Linked DNA regions of Mus musculus: all the other regions are linked to region 2. The links are chromatin contacts, called in public Hi-C and HiChIP or PLAC-seq maps. All regions are on one chromosome and are shown on one strand. The core of a region is the stretch at or near the end of the contact, and the rest is flanking DNA. Distances in the headings are between cores, read along the strand shown. Region 1 holds the start of Lig3 (ligase III, DNA, ATP-dependent). Region 2 holds the start of Taf15 (TATA-box binding protein associated factor 15). Region 3 holds the start of Rffl (ring finger and FYVE like domain containing protein). Region 4 holds the start of Dusp14 (dual specificity phosphatase 14).

What was found. Hi-C and Micro-C count contacts between places; a contact is called where the count stands out from the background. HiChIP or PLAC-seq counts read pairs in DNA pulled down with a chosen protein or histone mark.
Region 1: an H3K27ac HiChIP or PLAC-seq map of extraembryonic endoderm stem cells shows a contact between it and region 2, with 3 times the contacts expected there. The contact joins the promoter of Lig3 here to the promoter of Taf15 in region 2. A contact is called at or near these places in 1 of 39 promoter capture datasets (erythroid cells), 1 of 484 Hi-C or Micro-C datasets (regulatory T cells), 2 of 115 datasets of contacts at active chromatin or transcription factors (embryonic stem cells and extraembryonic endoderm stem cells) and 1 of 9 other capture datasets (liver).
Region 3: an H3K27ac HiChIP or PLAC-seq map of thymic regulatory T cells shows a contact between it and region 2, with 6 times the contacts expected there. The contact joins the promoter of Rffl here to the promoter of Taf15 in region 2. A contact is called at or near these places in 2 of 115 datasets of contacts at active chromatin or transcription factors (embryonic stem cells and thymic regulatory T cells).
Region 4: a contact with region 2 is called in a Hi-C map of B cells, with 12 read pairs. The contact joins the promoter of Dusp14 here to the promoter of Taf15 in region 2. A contact is called at or near these places in 3 of 39 promoter capture datasets (hippocampal neurons, liver and pre-B cells), 2 of 484 Hi-C or Micro-C datasets (B cells and uterus), 2 of 115 datasets of contacts at active chromatin or transcription factors (forebrain and large pre-B cells) and 1 of 9 other capture datasets (embryonic stem cells).

What each region holds. Positions count from the first base shown.
Region 1 is chr11:82,779,736-82,782,809 of GRCm38.p6, forward strand. Lig3 (ligase III, DNA, ATP-dependent) reads left to right here and starts at 1,374. Exons shown (of 20, transcript NM_010716.3): 1 at 1,374-1,541. It overlaps Gm11423 (predicted gene 11423), which reads right to left and starts at 1,307. Exons shown (of 3, transcript NR_126067.1): 1 at 1,121-1,307; 2 at 400-563; 3 at 1-200.
Region 2 is chr11:83,471,802-83,474,777 of GRCm38.p6, forward strand. Taf15 (TATA-box binding protein associated factor 15) reads left to right here and starts at 1,307. Exons shown (of 16, transcript NM_027427.3): 1 at 1,307-1,405. The coding sequence starts at 1,399.
Region 3 is chr11:82,869,724-82,872,957 of GRCm38.p6, forward strand. It overlaps Rffl (ring finger and FYVE like domain containing protein), which reads right to left and starts at 1,487. Exons shown (of 7, transcript NM_001007465.3): 1 at 1,285-1,487. It also overlaps a transcript of Rad51d not described here.
Region 4 is chr11:84,067,038-84,070,026 of GRCm38.p6, forward strand. It overlaps Dusp14 (dual specificity phosphatase 14), which reads right to left and starts at 1,320. Exons shown (of 3, transcript NM_019819.3): 1 at 1,233-1,320.

The DNA.
Region 1 (3,074 bases), core at 124-2,623, 690 kb before region 2:
GGATTTCTGAGTTTGAGGCCAGCCTGGTCTACAAAGTTTGAGTTCCGGGACAGCCAGGGCTACACAGAGAAACCCGGTCTAAGAAGAGAAAGCCTTTGCAGATACCCACTGCTCCTCACCACAGGCTTTCTGTCTGTGGAGTGCTGAGCTGGAGCCATAACAATGGGAGTTAAGCACGCAGCCCCATCGTTTCTGATGCCCTAGTTCAAAGACAGTAAAACCAAACAGGTGAGTGACAGTAAATATTCTTTAACCGAACACATAAAAAATTGGCCAGCAAATAACTGGAATATATGCACTATTACTATTAATGAGGTATTTTACTCTCTTTGGGGAAGTGTTGGGTACTTGTCAGTGTACAGTGTTCATTTACAGCATCTCTCACTTCAGACTGCTTACATTTCCAGGGCTCAGCAACCGAATATATTGCTTGTGATGAAAGGGTTGGTCAGCACAGGGAAAGTCCATTGGGTTAAGATCAACTCCAGTCAAAATGTTCACGCTTCCTCAACTGGAGCCCTTGAGCCTAAGGCCTTCCGAACTCCAAACCCAGGTTTATCCTGCTGCAAGTTAAGAGAAAACAAAGAGCCTTCACCTCATTTCAAACACCAGGATCTAGCTGGCCTCAGTACAGCAGACACTCAACCTTGAACTCCAGAGAGCCTCCCTCGGCTCATTCTCCAGTTCTGTTAAAGACCTCGTCTATCAGCCCTTCATTTCTATGAACAAATAACTGAGCACCTCACACAGATTCAAGCATACACCTTCCTCTCCATCTCAAGGCCACTTTGATATGGACAACAGCCTTTTAGTGAGTCGGCTTGTCTTAGTCTCTCCCCTGACCAGCTTCAACTATAGTGACCCCTCACAGCGTTCTTTCCCTATGGAAAAAAAGCTAAACTCTTCCTCAGAAATAGAACTTAGTTCCACGATCTGCACTTTATTTACCTAACAAAGCCCAACTGTTTGCCCTTCCCAGACTGAACAAGGCCTGAATACTTTTATTTTTTGAAAAATTAGCCATCTTGAACTCACAGAGCCTATTTGAGGTTTAGAAGCACTAGTTCGCTAAATGACATAAACGGGGCCACAGTCCCTGTTCTTCACATTTTCTAATTACCTTTTTAATTAAAGTAGTGCCTTTTAATTCAGCAAAACTCCTGCGGTGCGGAAGACACAGGTGGAACGACTCGAGCTTCCCATCCCTAGGATCACTGCAATGATTTTTCAACACTACCTTCAATATCTAACAATCTGAGAAACTCTAGGAAGTTCAGGGACGCTGCGCCCCAAGCCGCCACTCCAACCCAACACTCAGTTCAAGATTTCCGGGTAGGAATAGAACAGCGACCCACGTGGCGACCGGAGGGGGCGGGGTCCGAGGGCGCAAGTCGGTTACTGCGCCTGCGCCCTGCCTCCGGCTGGAGTACCCGTATTTAAAGAGACAGGCGGTCTATTCATCGTGCGGGACCCGTGGCCTTGTGGGCGCCTGGTCCGGTGGCTCGTGCGGAGCGTCAGAGCCAGGGCAGCCGAGAAGGCAGGTGAGGGGCGGCGCGGCGCGGAGCGGCGGGCCGCGGTGCGCCGTGTGGGGAGGGCCGGGGCCGAACGCGGCGTGGCTGGAGTGGCCGTGGCTCCTCCCCCGCCCGCCGCTCAGCCTGGGGGCACACCCTCCGTGACGTGGCGCCCCCACGGGAGCCCACGGGAGGCCCGCGGCCCCCGGGACCCTGGGCAGCCACCGGGAAGGGCAGGATGCCAGAGTGGGCATTCTCAGGGGGTCGGGGCCGGGCCGCCGCCGGTCCCTCTCCGCCGCCTTGTTGCGCGGCCGCGGCTCGCCCGCACAGCCTGTGGGCAGAACGGCGTGCTGCTTGCTCTTCGGGCTCCCGGCCTCCTCGCGCCGGTCTCCCCGGGTAGTTATTTGTCGTATCCCGGGATGGGCGATACGACACCCTACCCACCCTACTCTGCGGAAAGTTGAACTCCTACTCGCCCTGAGCTCCTCCTCAGCCCTTGCCGGCCTTCACTCGCCTCTCAGATTCTTAACGGTTAGGGCTTGTGTGACCCCCTGAGTCTGCCAGTTACGGACCTCCCCTCCCCCAAGTCGAACATTGTCAAATACACAAGTTTGGTATACAAACTTCAGAACTCCACGTCCGGCTTGCCCTCGTACTCCTTGTAGTTTTCCTAACCACCCCATGAAGTAGTTCTAATCTTTGGGGGGTTTGTTTTCTTGCTTGTTTTCCTTTTGAGACGGTCTTGACGACGTACCCTGGCTAGACAGAAATTTACTAAGTAAACCAGACTTTCTAGCTTCGAACGCACAGCAATCCTTCTGTCTTTGCCTTCTGATATGATTACAGACGAGAACCACCATAACTAGCTCTTAGTCCTGTTGTAATTGTTGTTGTTTTTTTGTTGTTTTTTAAGATAAAACTGGGGCCGGGTGTGGTAGCACACGCCTTTAATCCCTGCACTCAGAACACTAGCTTGCTCTTCCTAGTGACTTCCAGGACAGCCAGAGCTACATAGAAAAATCTATCTAAAAACAAACAAACAAAAAAACCGAAAAATAAATAATAGAAAATAAACTGAAGTCATGCTTGGTGGTTCATACCTATAATTCTAGGGCTGGAGGTGGGAGGATCGGATCGGCCAACTAAGGTGTCTGGCTAGGGTCCACCTTGTTGGAGAAAACCAAGTCGCCTGATATCTGCCCCCACCTCCCCACCCCGCTGTAGATGGGTAGGCTTGGTCTCCAACCCTTTCTTTAGTAGTACACCTGCTGTGCTCCGCTCTACCTCAGCCTTCTTGCTGCTCTGACACAATATCAATTAAAGTTCTCAGCAGAGTGGGGACTAAAAATAGTTTCCAGTAAATTGAAAATTAAAACTGTAAAGCCACTTAAATAATTACAGATATAAGAAGGGATAGGAATAATCATTTTCCACTTGAATTGGTTCATCACTTGCTTAGATTCTTACAGTCCAGTTATTTCAACCTCCCCTGATTCAGGTCGCCGAATTAAGCAAGGGAATTGCGTATTCTGTTTCTAAGGAACAACTTAGAAACAGCTACTC
Region 2 (2,976 bases), core at 57-2,556:
ATTCCACTTTCTAGTACTGGGCCATGCTACCTCAATTGGTTTTAAAAATTATCAGTGCTGGGAATTGAGCCCAGGGACTCAAGCATGTTAGGCCAGGCTTGGATCACTGAGCAAAATTCTTAGTCTCGCTTCTCTCTCCCACTTTTAGGCACCTCGCAACTCCAACCTATTCTTCATTCTACAGCTGGAAAATACATATCTAATCTCCACCTTTTGAAGTTCTCTAGTGGGTGGATCCACCACCTTCAGGACAAAGTTCAAACTAAGAGGCCTCAGCTATATACCCTCCTACTTTTCTGGCAAGTTCAACTTTTCTCCCCTGGAGGCTACACTTCAAACATATCAAATTACTTGTTCTACACCAAGTCTGGACAGATCTTTTGCCCAATTCAACTTGAATAACTCATCACCCAGGTCTTCGTTCAGGTGTCACTCACTCGGGGAAATGTCCTTGCAGATTCTCGAGTTTTCCAAGCCCTTTTCCCAACTGAGCTTACTCTACGGCTTTCCGGTAAAACCCCTTAGCAACAGGGTCTGGTTACCAGGCTTCAAAATTCCACCTTTGCCCTTGGTTAGCCTCAGGCTATCCGGCTGTATCCGCAACTGGGGGAAACTATTTCATCAGTCTGTTGTGCGAATTAAATGAGATGATGTAAGGCGCTGACAATTTAAGAGTTAGCTGTTACAGAGGACTAAGAAAGATCCATTCCCGTGTCTCCTTATTCCCGGAGCCAGTTATGCGCGTGACTTAGACTGAAGTCACATTTTTGTTCTGGTCTCACTTCGATTTTTTTATTGGACAAGGTGGTTATAACAGCCCCGGAGGCGATCAGGTATGGAGCTTGTCACGACTTTCGTTCCGCTCGCTGCCCAGACTCGGGACGCCCCCAAGTGGTTCAAGTTCTGCAGCAAGAGCCCGAGCGAGGCCGACCACACCATTCCCGATTTTAAAGGAAGAATCGACTTTCCCAGGCATTAAGTTCTTATTTATAAAAGGGGAGCCTCGTCTTTCGCTTCATAGCTTCAAAGTCTACCAGACCCGGTAAAACTAGAACTGGGGTTGTGAATGGGGCGGAGCGAGCTGGCTCGCTTTCCTCCCCTAGCCCCAGGAGGGCATTGGTACTTTCCTCTCTCAATTCCCTCTCAATAATGGTACGGTCGCGGAGGGGAGATCCGGGAGGACTCTAAGGCTCGGCGGAACGGAGTGGCGTGGAATCACCCCTCCGGCTTCGGCGCAGTGGTATCGCCTGCCGCGCGCTGATTGGCTGCCGAGGGCCCGCAGTCGGCCTCAGCCCGCCGCGCCGCCCTCAGAGCAGCTCCAGCAGCCGCGCCGCCTGGCTTTTCGTTTTCCTTGTTCTCCGCGGGCCGTGGCGGGGCTCCGCGCCGCGGCTGTTAGTCATGTCGGGTAGGTGACTCCGTCAGCGAGCAGCGGCAGCGGCGAGAAGGGGTCCGGTGGGTTCTGGCCGTCTTCCCGCCCACCGGAGGGCCGCGAGGGAAAGACTCCGGCCTGAGGGAGGCTGGGGTGGGGGGAGGGAGGGGGGCGGCCGCGTCGCCGCCATGTTGGACCGGAGGCACGCACGCTCCCAACGCTCCCTGGCTACAAATCACGGCGGGAGCGCCCCGGAGCTCTTTTGATCCTGCCCTTGGAACCTGGGGAGATGAGCAGCTCCCCGGGGAGGGTGTGTGTGAGTTGGGGGGGGGGCGGAGGCCCGTCTACGCCATCGTAAGGGCGGGGGGAGCCGAGATCTGAGCATCAGCCTGAGGACTGGGGGCTTCGGGTCCTCCGCGCCGACTCAGATCTCTCAGCGAGGCCTCCGGCCGGTCGTCTCGCCACCTCGTTCCTCTGTTTCCCCATCCGAGAAGTGGAGCTGGGCCTTCCTGACTCACCCATTCATCAGGTGGGAGTCTTACGCTCTGGGAGCCCTTTTCGAAGCACTTTGCCTTACCCGAAGTCGCGCTACGGTCATTCCCTCTGCTGTAACCATTGGGGTTGCGGGGCGGTGTTTGTTTATTGGGCTTCACCTTTGTACTCCCTCCTCCACTTGTTAATCTCCTGAACTTAGAATTAAGCCTTGCCAGTTACTGACGAGCACTTTTAGGTCTTCGTGGCATTTCCCTTAAGACTTTAGAGACCAAGGACAGCGTCTTCCTCAAATTAGTATTTATAGAGGCCACTGCTGTGTGGAAGTGAGGCTTTCCCCCCTCCGGACAGGCAGTCTGGGTCCTGTTAAACCAGAACTTAAAAGTCCTCTGAATTCTAACAGTTCCAGTTGACCACATAAGGTCCTTTCTTTGGGCTACACTTACAGGTGGCAAAGACAGACCCAGAACGAGAGTTCTTTACTTCTGAGGAAAACATTGCCTAAAGCCATATGGCTGAGATGACATAATGACTTTGGTAGTTTTTCACCTACTTATGAGAGAAAGGATCTCATGAGGTATCCTTGGCTCAACTGGAACTCGATATGGAGTCCAGGCTGGCCCCAAACTCACAGATCCACCTAACCGCTGGCACTAAAGGTGTGCACCACTATGCTTGGAAGATTTGCCCTTTTATTAATTAATTGGCAATCCTTTTCTAAAGGTTTTCCCAGTCCACCTGGAGGGATGTGTATGATCAAATCTGCAATTGGAGAAGATTCAAAAGGAGCGAGAAAGACGGGACAGAGAATGATGGTCTTCCCTCAGATTAGCAATGATACTGAGGAGCTAGAAATCTCATCTTTTTGGGTAGGGTACCTGTATGGTGGAAAAAGCTAGGCTGAAGTGAAGTTAGCTCTTTTTAAATTCTGCTTTTTGTTCAAACAAGGGATTATTAGTTCCAGAGGAGAAATTGGCATATTTTTTCCAGGTAAAGGTCCAGAAAAGGATGTACAAGTGCATCCTTAGGAAGGGTATATGTAGGTTAACCGTGACTTAGAAAATTAAATAGCTCTCTTCATGTAGGAATTACCAAGATTCAGTGTAAGCAGTGCT
Region 3 (3,234 bases), core at 237-2,736, 600 kb before region 2:
CTGTTACATGGACATCTTTGAACACCATCAAGTTATTAATTAGCCCTGACACATCAATCTGCTACTGTCCTCCAATAAACCACAACTTTTTAACTGTACTCTGGAGTCCAGAATTAGCAAATATGAAATTTTACAAACAGTTGCTAACATTAGAAAGAATGGGGGGGGGGGGGAGAGGAGGGAAGGATAAGGAAGCTGCCACAAAGGAAATATACGGCCAGTTTTGGTCTTAGAACTCTACAAACTGCCCAGGACATAGTCCCCTTCCATTCCTAGAAAAATGCCACAGTATTCGAACAGCCTTGCCCACATTTCAGTATACTGAACTGTCAAGGCAAGAACCACCATGCAGCTCTCAAAAGTGGCGACAGGAAGTCTCTCGGTTCTCCAAGCCACCAGCCAAAACATACATAAGGAGGTTACTATTTTCTTGGAAGGCCACACGCATCCTGGGGTGTTTGTTCATGCGTCACTCTAGCCTTTAACCAGGGCACAGAGTGTGAGTTGTGGGTAAAACCCCATTTCCGAGCTAAGAATAATCTTCCCCGTGGTGGACTGAGAGGAATGTGGAAATCTTCCTCGATTACACAACAGCACCCCCCCACCCCCATGACAGCTTTAAAAAAAAAAAGAAAAAAGGAAGAAGTACGCTGCTGTTGTTTTTTTCTACCGGTCTTAAATCGGAGCTCAAACAGACGCCAGGAAAGGCTGTGGACTCCCCTGATCTACCCAGACTTCCCCATGCCCGGTCAAATGTCTCCTGGGCAGCCAGCTGGAGAGGGGCCCTACTTCCCTCTGAGTCTCGGCCAGGACCACACAGTGGCGACCTAACACACGTCGGGGACAGAGGTCGACTCCCAAGAGGCAGACAGCAGACTCTGGCAGGGAGGAGGGAGGAGGGGAGAGCAGCATCCCAAACTTCCCATCTAACCTCCAAACTCCGAATCTCCAGGGTCCTCCTGGTAGAGAGCCAGTGCCGCCAAAGCTCTGCCTCTGTAGACGGTTTTCTGTCCTACAGAAATGCATCCTTCCCCAGGACCTACCGGGTTCTTACGACACTTGGGTACAAGTTGAGGACACACGTCCCGGGTTACGGCGCACACAGACGAAATGCTTTGCGGCACTTTCATGGGACAGGTGTGGGGTGACCTGGCGGTGGGGAGTTCCTGGAAAGGGCTGCCCCACTCCCGGAGCGCAGCTGGATCCTCACACCCCCCGGAGCACAGCCTGAAGCACCGGATCCTCCAGCCCAACCCGCCACAGCCACAGCCACCGCCTCCTCACCTGCCGCGGACGCTGCCGGGCCACACCTGGGACGGCAGAGGCCAGATCCCGACCGCGGCCACTCAGGCAGCGGGGCTGCGGGGTCTGCGGCCGCCGCAACTCCACGCCTGAGGGGCGCCCGGGTGCCCGAACCACATCCTCACGGGCGGCCCCAGGAAGTCCACCCCCACTAACCCAGTCCCCCGCGGCTCGGCGTGGGCCCCGCCCGTCCAGCGTGCGGCCCCGCCCTCCCGGCTTGCGGCCCCGCCCTCCACCCCACCCCCGCGGGAGCGCACGCCCCCGCCACCATAGAGAGGAATCGGGCGCGCGGCGGTCTAGAGTGCAAGCCTCCGCGAGCGCCCTCTGTCGGAGCCCGGCTAGGTGTGGAGTCCCCAGTCTAGGCCGAGCCAACCAATCCCTTATGTGGTGATCTTGAGCAAGTCCCTTAAGATCACTAACTAGCTTTATAGTAAAGTTTGAATATTGAACCCTTGATTTCATGTTTCATCGTACCCGACAGATTTCCAGAACCCCAGACTCATCTAATTTATTAAGTTTCTTGGCGATATTAAAAGCCAATTCAGTGGGGCATCATAACCTGTCTTTTCCTCCTTGGATAAGCTACTTTCATGTTAGGAAGGTGGGGACACAGCTGAGAAAGGTTGCAGTACAATAAAAACGACTGCTAAGAAACCACCCAGCCATCGTTCATCACCCGTGCACCTTTTGGCAGGCACTTAACCTTTCCAATATCTTCCCCATCCCAGAAAGGCCGGTTGGGCCCGCACATTAAATGAGATAATGCACAAAGGCCTTAGTAAAGCATAAAACACCAGGGTAGCATAGGGGATCATTAGCCAGTGATCTAAGAAGATGCCTAGTCACGGAAGTCATATAAATGCTAATTCTTCTGGCTGGTGTCTAGTGACATCATTTTCTTATGCTTCAGGTTCCCATCAAAGACCTCTCAGAGTTTTCCTGAGCAATTTGTATTTTGATTTATTCAATATTTTGGTGCTTGGGATTTTTGTACATACTAGACAAGTGCTCTACCACAGTGCTACCCCTTGTATTTTAAAATAAAGACTATCAGAAGGGAACCAGAGCTAAAATATGTGCATCCGTACCAGACTCACTTTATAAGCCCTTTGCTATTTCCAGTTCTCAGAACACCCCAGCACGCTCTGTACTGTTATATGCTTGTTATCAACAAGGATCTACATTTTAAGTAATTTTCGAGCTTCCACACAGAGAAAAGCAGAACTCAGATGCAAAACTCTTTCTTTCTCCAACCTGGAGTGTACAGGGAGCCCCGCCTTCTAAGGACCCCTGGCACCTGAGTTGGATGTTCGCCCCTTGCCCCTTTCTCCTGCCTGCTTATTTCTGCAGCTTCGCTTTGCTGCAGTTCCCTATGAGCTCCGCTTCTCTCCGGACTTTTTCCTCCACAAAGGTGTATATCATTTTCTCCCTTCCCTTTCTGGTTTCCGTTCCTTTGACGCACCAACATTGTCCATCCTCTGATATTTCTGAAATGGGTCTGAGCGCCGTGCTGGAGACACAGGTTCTTCACCACACTGTCCATCTCTGGATATGAATGATAGCCACAGACATGTAATAGGTCCAAAACAGAAGTGAAAGGAGATCCAGACCTGCGATTTTTGTTGTTGTTGTTGTTAACTCACAACCAGAGTGCCCAGTTCTGAAAAGGAAGTGCACTTACCCCCCACCCCACCCCACCCCACCCCCAGTCGGACGATAATCAGGGCCTGAATTCATGGTATCCAACAGAAATCCTTTTTTCAGGGCCCTCTGGTCCATATTGTGGCTAAATCATCCGACTGCTGCTAAATAATGAGCAGCTTACTGGAGCGAGGCCTCGGACCCACACCCCTCCTTTCTCCACCTTAGGCGTTATCACCATCACAATTTTTCATCTTTATCGTGCCCTTCCGCAGAGGCATTCAATAATGT
Region 4 (2,989 bases), core at 70-2,569, 600 kb after region 2:
GGCGCGGCGCTCTCGAAAAGGATGCTGAGAAGACTCGAATGAAGCCAACTGTCTCCCGTTTTATGGGGGAAAGCCAAAAATACCAAGCAGCTATTCTCCTCCCCCAAGCGTCAGTAGGTGAGTCAGAGCTGGAGGCAGGAGTGGGGCCCATGTGTCAAGCCGCCTGTGCAGGGCTCCTTCCTCCCTCCTCCCGGGAACTCTCGGCCCTCGTCTGACCTCATGGGAATTCTTAAGGTGTCTCCAGCAAGGAAGAAGTGGTGCCTCACTCTGGGGGTGCCTCACTCCTCTGTTTCTCAAGGAAACCGAGACTAAATGCCCTTTATGAGTCCACAAAAGACAACAGCAAATTGCAGCCCTAAACACAACTTTGCAAAGAATACATACAACACCCAAAGAGTTGCATCTTGTTGGAGGGACCCGGCTTTGTAGCTGAGGCCTGCGGCTGCAGACCACTGTCCCTTGGCCTCTCTGACCTTTCATTGTCCTCAGGGAGGATGTTCTGGTATCCCATTAAACTTCAAAGTTGGTACTTTTTGGAGCAAGAACTGCAGGAAACTGCGTTAAAACTCTTGGTCCACATTTCATTAAAGTCAGTTAAGAATCCGAATCCTTGCCTCCGTTTTTTACATCTACAAATCGGGAAAGCACAGCTCTCCACCTACCTCTTAGAAACTTCACTGAAAACTACCCAGAGAACGTAAACCAAATGCCGTGGGGCTCTCCTGAGTGGAAAGTATGAGGTATTGTTTTTAGTATTATTAGACCGGGAGACTACTGGTAAAACACCCCGCCTTCTCTTGCCTCTAAGATGCCCAGTTACCATAACATTAGCCGATGCCACTGGCAACATCCACTTCAATAGAAGGTAGTTATACAATCCTAAGGCGGCTACACCACTCGGCTCCCTTCCCTACCCCAAGCCCAGTACAATTCAACTTCGCTCCAGAGCAAGGATACTTAGGAGAAATAAGAGTCAGATGTGAGCATGGTGCACACCAATCTAACACCGAGGAGAGACGCTCAAGTTGAGTTCTTGGCATAGCAGAAAGCCAAGTGTTTCCAGGGGGTGGCGGGGCCGGTCGCGGGGTGCATGCTGACGCCTGCCGGCTTGGGTTCGGGGATCCCAGCCTCTCCCGCCCCGCGCCCCGAGGTCGCCGAGCACCCGCACAAAGTTTGCAGAGCCGAGGGTCGCATGCGCCCGGGCCCCTCTGGCTCTCCCCCGCACCCCGTACCGAGTGTGCCGGTGGCGGCAGCGGCGGCTCTCGGGTCCGTGCTGCTGCGAGGCTCGCGGCTTCTGCCCGCCGGCCTCGCGCGCCTCCCGCTCCCTGCGCGCTGCCGCCCTCTTCCGAGCGCGGGCCCGCAGCGGGGACGAGCGTGGGTTCCGGGCGCCGCGCGTGCGCGCTGCGGCGCGGGCAGGTCCTCCTGGCCCCGGTTCCTACTCACCTGGACTTACTCGCAGACCCCTGCTCCTTGAAGCCGCGTTGTCCTCCGGCCCAGCTTCTGAGCTGGCGTTCGAAGAATCTGTCCAAATGCAGAGAGGCAACTGCGGGAAGAGACAGAATAAAAGGTGTGAGCGCCGCAGCCAGTGACTAATCACCGCCTCTCAGCCACCCCCTCCTCCTCCCCCGGGCGAGACAGCCCCAGGTGCGGACCCAAGGGGGAAGGCAAAGCCACTCTTTTTTGCTTGTTTGTTGAGGCAAGGTCTCACTATGTAGACCAGGTTGGCCTGGAACTCACAGAGACTCGCCTGCCTCTGCCTTTATCTCCCTAAAGCTGGGATTAAAGGTATAAACCACCACGCCCTAATTCTTCCGTCAACTGCTGGGTGGATTTTGATTGACAGGTGAGGGAAGTAACTGGGGAAACTCCAAAGGAGTTAAAGACCCCTAAACCTCTGATGCATTGACAGTACCCACACTCCTAGGTACAACGAGGCTGACTTGTGGAACCCTTGAAATTTCTTTGCTCTCAACTAGCTCTCTCGCTCTCTCCCTCTCTCTTTCCTCTCTTTCTGTCCTCTTTAGGTTTTCTCACCTGAAATGAATGGATGCAAACTGACTTTAGCGCCACCCTACTCTTCTCTTCGCAAAACTGAGGGGCGATACAGGGGCGGTAGGAACGACTTCCTCCAGCCTCTGCAGTGAGTCAGACTCCAGGAGTCCTGACTTGGCGCTCGGTTGGTCCTGTGCTCACCCAAGCAATGCCCTCGCTGTAGCAAATCGCTGACATCAGAACTGCTGAAGTCAAACTAGTATTCTTGGATTTGGGGGAGGGGACAGAGGAGGAGCACGCCGCACTTAGGGCTTACTTAACAGTTTCTAGCATCTTCAAGTAAAACCTGGAGGTTTTTGTTTTACTTTCTTTCTTTTTTTAATCTCCATTGGCCAACTGGATTCAGTCTTTTTGTGGGTGCTGCAATATCTAGAAGTTTTTGTCTGTTTCCCAGACGAAAATATAACAGCAGAGGCATTTTAGTGATAATACAGGGAAAGCTAAAATGGCCTAGACTGAAGAGATTTGATGCCATTAAAAAGCATGAGAGCTTTAAAATTAGGCAAAATTAACCATTTCATGAAGAACACAAGGAGACTAAGATTAGGTTAAAGCACCGAGTTCAAACTGCATGGGAATATATCTTTCTGGTACTATTATCATTCCGGCAGTTTATTTCATGACCTGCTTTTGACATCCCTAATGTAAAAATAGCAAAATCTCTACTGGAAGTGATTGAATGCTGTTTGTATTTCTGCATGTCCCTCTACAGTGCTTCTCTCTCACACACACACACACACACACCCGTGCTGCCACCCTTTAACGCAGTGACCACCCCCAACCATATTGTTATTGTTGTTGCTACTTCCTAAGTATAATTTTGCTACTGTTTTGAACCATAACGTAAATGTCTGACATGAAGGATAGCTGATGTGGGACCCGTATGAAAGGGTCTTGGCCCACAAGCTGAGAACCTACAGTCCTGTACTCACTTCAT